Linked DNA regions of Pan troglodytes: region 1 is linked to region 2. The links are chromatin contacts, called in public Hi-C maps. All regions are on one chromosome and are shown on one strand. The core of a region is the stretch at or near the end of the contact, and the rest is flanking DNA. Distances in the headings are between cores, read along the strand shown. Region 1 overlaps LOC104007375 (a long non-coding RNA gene). Region 2 holds the start of CAV1 (caveolin 1).

Region 1 (2,700 bases), core at 9-2,508, 58 kb after region 2:
TGCCTATAATCCCAGCTACTCGGTAGGCTGAGGAATGAGGATCACTTAAACCCGGGAAGCATAGGCTGTTGTGAGCCAAGATCGTGCCACTGTACTCCAGCCTGGGGGACAGAGCAAGACGCTGTCTGAAAAAAAAAAAAAAGACTACACATAGGAAAGTACCATCCCCCACAGCCCACAGCCTACCCCACCCTCCAGCACTAATGGACTTTTCCATGCGTAAGAAATTTCCATTGTGTGAGCCACTAATATTTGAAGGTTTATCTGTTATAGCAGCTGGACTTACATTATCCAACACAGTCACCCACGACCAAAGCTAGGCTCCCAGCCAAGTGAGTGACCCCAGCTGTCTGTAGCTTTTTCCCCTCTCACAGTTGTGGAGGTCCCAGCTCTCCATACTGCCCAAGGAGACAGTTTGAAATACGTGGGTGAGTAGAGGGGTGGGAGACACAGGAGATGTTTCTCAAGGGAAAAGCTTTGACTCTTCCATGTTTTTTAATCAGGAATTTTCCATGGTCGCACAGTGAGTCAGAGGAAAAGCCATAATTTTCATCCTCCCTCTGCTGGGGCAGCTGTCTTCCTGCAGGATGGGGTCTAAGCTCCATTCCTAGGAAGGAGGGGGATCAGTAAGGAGAAGGGTCATCAACTCAGGATCCTACCTTCTCATGGAAACCACTGAGAAGACTAAGCACACCAGCCGCACACAAGTGAGGAGATTTTAAATCAGCTGGACAATCCTTTTTTGGTTTAAATATAGTATTGTTTCATCCCTCTCCCATGTGATTTTATCCCATCAATATTTTTAATGTCATTAGAACTGCCCATTCCCATCATTTAACCTGTAAACTACATTGCCCAACTCATTGGTACCAAGAAGCAAATTGCAAAGTTCCGCCATGTGGTGTCACAGGGCTAAGTGCAGCCACCCAAATGCATAGCGAATTTGTTAAAGACAGGAAAGAAAACAAGCCTAACTAGGCTTCTTGAGGCTCCCAATGCTGCTTGGTCACCACAATCAGTGAGTTTCCTCCAGAAAAGGGTTCATGCAGCTCCCGAGTCTAGCATGTCTTCAGGGAATTTAGGAATGTTTCTTTCATCAGCTCTACCCTGAGGGGAAAGATTCCTCAGAGCAATGTAAAAAGCACAGGGCAAAGAAAGAGGAGGAGGCTTGTAACATGTGGCAGCCCTTCTCTACAGAGAGTGGATGGGCCTGGGAGCCAGTGCATTGCTGGGACTATATTTAGTTCATCCAGTGACATCTTTACGCCTCAGTGCCATCTCTCACGATAGCAAGGGACTGTGAGACTGAACATTTTTCTCATTGTAACAGGGGTCTGACTCACTAGTTTAAAAAAAAATCTGAGAACGATGAGACCCAAGGGGAAAACAGAGTTCCAAAAAAAAAGAAAGAAAGAAAAAAAGAAAGAAGAAAGAAAGAAAGAAAAAGAAAGAAAGAAAGAAAGAAAGAAAGAAAGGAAGAAAGAAAGAAAAAAGAAAGAAAGAAAGAAAGAAAGAAAGAAAGAAAGAAAGAAAGAAAGAAAGAAAGAAAGAAAGAAAGAAAGAAAGAAAGAAAGGGTCAAGCATTCCTGTAGGCTGAATAAAAAGACAACAGTCCTGGAAACATTTTCTAGGAGGTCTCCAGTATTTTCTAGGAGGTCTCCAATGAGCAATTTTTTGCTAGCACAAAATTCTAAATTGTACCAAATACTAGTTCATAATTTCCATCAAGTTCTGAAAAACATAAGCCTATTTTTACAATGAGTTTTTGAAACTGAAACTGTAAGTGCTAACTGGAGACCAGCATGTGTCTCACTGCTGTTAGCCTTTGAGGAACTGACTCCAAATTGCAGGGTTGCCACTTTCAAGCCAACAGGTGGCCTCTTTGAGTTAGGTCTTGACTCCCAAAAGTTGATAGAGACATGTTGAATATTTTTCAACCAATTCTCTTCTAATTCTGTGAATAGCTTACTACAGAGTTTAACAAACTTTTTCTAGACCAGATAGCAAATATTTTTTAGGCTTTGCAGGTCATATGGTCTTTGTCACAATGAGTGAACGTTGCCATTTTGGCACTAAAGCAACCAGAGATAATAGGTGAATGAATGGGCATGGCTGTGTTCCAATAAAACTGTTTTATTGGGGGAAAAATAGGCAGTGGACTGAATTTAGCCTGTGACTGTGATTTGCTAACATTTCACTTACTACTGGCCAGTACTAGTGTTGCTGATACTGGCTCACAAATACCACCCAGGGCTTCACCCTGTCCTGTGACCAGAGCCACCTCCACCCCCATCCCAGCAAGCTGTCTCAAAAACCTTCTCCTGGCCCAAAAAGACCAAGAAAGAAAAAAATTAATCTATCCCTGTATTTCTATCAGTACCACAAGGATTATCAAAACAAACTCTAACTTTTTAGGAAACAAAGTGACTGGAAATCTGAAATTGATTGCATTTTCAAACTTCTTTTAAGTTTGACCCCAAAAGAAGAATGAAGTTTCTTGAAACTCCTGCATCCACTGACAGGAATTGGATTCTTACTCAATGTATCTGAAATTAGACCTTTGTAACACCTGGTTTTCTTGATGATAGATAGGCCATGTTCCAGGACTACTATACAATATTTGGTTTGCAGGAAGTACTCAAACCCAGGGTTGTGAGAAGAGTCTGTGGCACTAGGGGCCTGGTAGTTTCCATTATTTTG
Region 2 (2,931 bases), core at 412-2,911:
AGAAAGAAAAGAAAAAAAGAAAAAGAAGGAAGGAAGGAAGGAAGGAAGGAAGGAAGGAAAGAAAGAAAGAAAGAAAGGAAGGAAGGAAGGAAGAAAGGAAGGAAGGAAGAAAGACCCTAATTATTTGTTTATTCATAAATAAGCTTATTTTAAAGCACTCCAAATTTTTTAACTTTTATTTTAGGTTCAAGAGTACATGTGCAGGTTTGTTAAATTTTGTGTCACAGGGATTCGTTGTACAGATTATTTCATCACCCAGCTACAAAGCCTACTCCCCAATAGTTATTTTTCTGCTCCTCTCCCTCCCCGACGCTCCACCCCTCAAGTGGGCCCCAGTGCCTGTTTTTTCCCTATTTGTTTCCATGAGTTCTCATCATTTAGCTCCCACTAATGTGGTATTTGGGAAAATCCAACTTTTGAAAGATCTTTAGTCTGCTAATCATGAATGGCCAACATAATTACAGGCATGCCAACATTTGTAACATTGTGACACTTTCCCTGCCATTCTTAGTTAAAACTGATCTTTTGTTCCAAAAATTTTTGCTACCAACAATAGCCTGTGCTTTATAGTTCTTTTATACTTTTGTGTCTTCTCTCTAACTAAATAATCAACTCTTTCAGCATTCCATCCATTTCCCTTTCTCCTCCCTCTTACTCCCAACCCACATTCCCCTCTCTATTTTAATTTCAACCTGTGCCCCTTCAAGTGTACTCCAGCTTTTTTAAAAAATAATTTCAAGTGATACTTTGACTTTTGACTGCATATGGAAGCGTAAGTAACATGTCCTTTCATTTTTGGATAATGAGTTTCCTGATTAATTACAGCTCAAGAGTAAAATGACTGATTACTATTTAATTCATTTTGTGCTTCTTTACAATAAAGTAAAGACAGAAGCCCCAGATTCAGGAACAGATAAAATACTTTAATCGCTATCACATTTTTTTTAAGTCTAGTCAATTAGAAAAGTCAAGTCTTTCCTCACAGCCAAGCACATTAAAAAAAAAAATCTTCTCTGGTAATAAACTTGAAGCTTTAAATAATTCTACAATTATAAACATTTTGTGTATTTTGCAAATATGGCATAACCTGTTGGCATAAAATTCCATTGTTCCAGAAAATATCGGTAATAAAATTATAGAAAAGTTAAAGATCTTCATTTCTTATTTCGAAGCGTTTGGGAGACATTTCAGAAATGGATGGGAAATGTTAAATTCTGCATGCCTGCTTAAGTTTCCATCCACACCGACTAGATGTAAACGAGTGTCACCAAAAGTACACCACAGGCACCCACACAGATTCCTTCCATAAGGGATCCACAAAGTTTAGATGTGAAATGTACCTAAAGGTTCCTAGCCGTCTTTCATCCCTCCCTCTGTGAAACAGGGAGACAGATGTGTCTTAAGGCAGAGATGGAACTTGGGCGATGGGCGGGGGGTGGGGGAGGTGGGAAGGGACGGCTTAGGACAGGGCAGGATTGTGGATTGTTTCTGCCGCCTTGGTTGCCCATACTGGGCATCTCTGCAGGCGCGTCGGCTCCCTCCACCCCTGCTGAGATGATGCACTGCGAAAACATTCGCTCTCCCCGGGACGCCTCTCGGTGGTTCAGAGCAGGGAAAATGTTGCCTCAGGTTTAAAATAATCTGCCCAAGCACCCCAGCGCGGGAGAAACGTTCTCACTCGCTCTCTGCTCGCTGCGGGCGCTCCCCGCCCTCTGCTGCCAGAACCTTGGGGATGTGCCTAGACCCGGCGCAGCACACGTCCGGGCCAACCGCGAGCAGAACAAACCTTTGGCGGGCGGCCAGGAGGCTCCCTCCCAGCCACCGCCCCCCGCCAGCGCCTTTTTTCCCCCCATACAATACAAGATCTTCCTTCCTCAGTTCCCTTAAAGCACAGCCCAGGGAAACCTCCTCACAGCTTTCATCCAGCCACGGGCCAGCATGTCTGGGGGCAAATACGTAGACTCGGAGGTAGGCATCCGTGGGGGCGCGCCGGCTCGGGCGCGCGGGGAGTGTCCGCTTCTGCTATCTGCCTCTCCAAATATCCCGACTGCTGCCCTGGCCCCAGCCCTCTCTCCACTTCGGAGCACTCCTCTGGCGTTGGCACCGCCGAGGAATGGGCCTGGGCGGGGAGGTGAAGAGAAGCCAGGAATGTTTTATGTTTTCCTAATGGAGAGGGGGCCTAGGGAGCCCCTGAGCTAGGAGGACACGGAAAAGGGGATTGGGGTCCTGAGATTGGGTCTGTTGGGCCCAGGACGCGTTTTCTGGATGGGTCTAGGATGCTCCCTTGTCGCGGGACCCCCGCGGTCCAGCCCTGCCTGCTGGGGGTTCGAAGAGGTGGAGTGCAGGGTGGAGGTGTTATTTACCCGAGTCCTGGGGACAGTCCCCGGGACTCTCCGCCAGGCGCCCAGACCGGCAGGTCCCGCAGGCGGCGCGCGGTGTGTTTGCACTTTCCAAAGTTCTTGAACCATCTCAAGAACTCCTTCTGCATCTTGGCGTCTGGCAGGGGTGTTCCGAGAGAGGTAGACCTCCCCTCCCCAAACTGCCACCATCACTTCCAACGCCCTCCACGCGCTGGAGCTCTGCCCGGGTGTGGAAACCTCGTCTTCCAACACGCAGCTGCCCTTCAGCCACCCGCCCGCAGCCTGGGAGTGCCCTGAGGGTGGGTCGGGGGAGCTGCGCAGGTGAGACTGAGTTCTAGGACGTTTAGGGGGTCTGGTGCCTGGCTCCGCCAAAAATGGGGACTTTCGGGATTGTGATCATCACGGCGGATTGAGCAGGGAGAGCCGTGGAGGGACAAGAGAGGGCCGAGGCAGGGTGGGGGGCGCGGGCAGGTGCGAGGGGGACGCGGCCAAGAAGCAGCGATAAAGGGAACATTCCACGGGTCGGGCGGCTGCTGTTGGATCTTAGATAAAGCTGGAAGGGATTACCGGG

Evidence for each region. A called contact is a pair of places that touch in the nucleus more often than the background predicts.
Region 1: a Hi-C map of stem cell-derived neural progenitor cells shows a contact between it and region 2, with 4 times the contacts expected there. The contact joins the enhancer-like site here to the promoter of CAV1 in region 2. A contact is called at or near these places in 2 of 7 Hi-C or Micro-C datasets (blood and stem cell-derived neural progenitor cells).

The regions. Positions count from the first base shown.
Region 1 is chr6:131,966,088-131,968,787 of NHGRI_mPanTro3-v2.0_pri, forward strand. The region is part of intron 2 of LOC104007375 (a long non-coding RNA gene); the gene reads right to left. Among named protein-coding and RNA genes, the nearest start is that of CAV1, 58 kb to the left of the region's middle. Within about 2 kb of position 1,259, at least 1 of the 24 cell types and tissues checked has an H3K27ac peak or open chromatin away from gene starts, as enhancers often do.
Region 2 is chr6:131,907,428-131,910,358 of NHGRI_mPanTro3-v2.0_pri, forward strand. CAV1 (caveolin 1) reads left to right here and starts at 1,662. Exons shown (of 3, transcript NM_001135818.1): 1 at 1,662-1,968. The coding sequence starts at 1,939.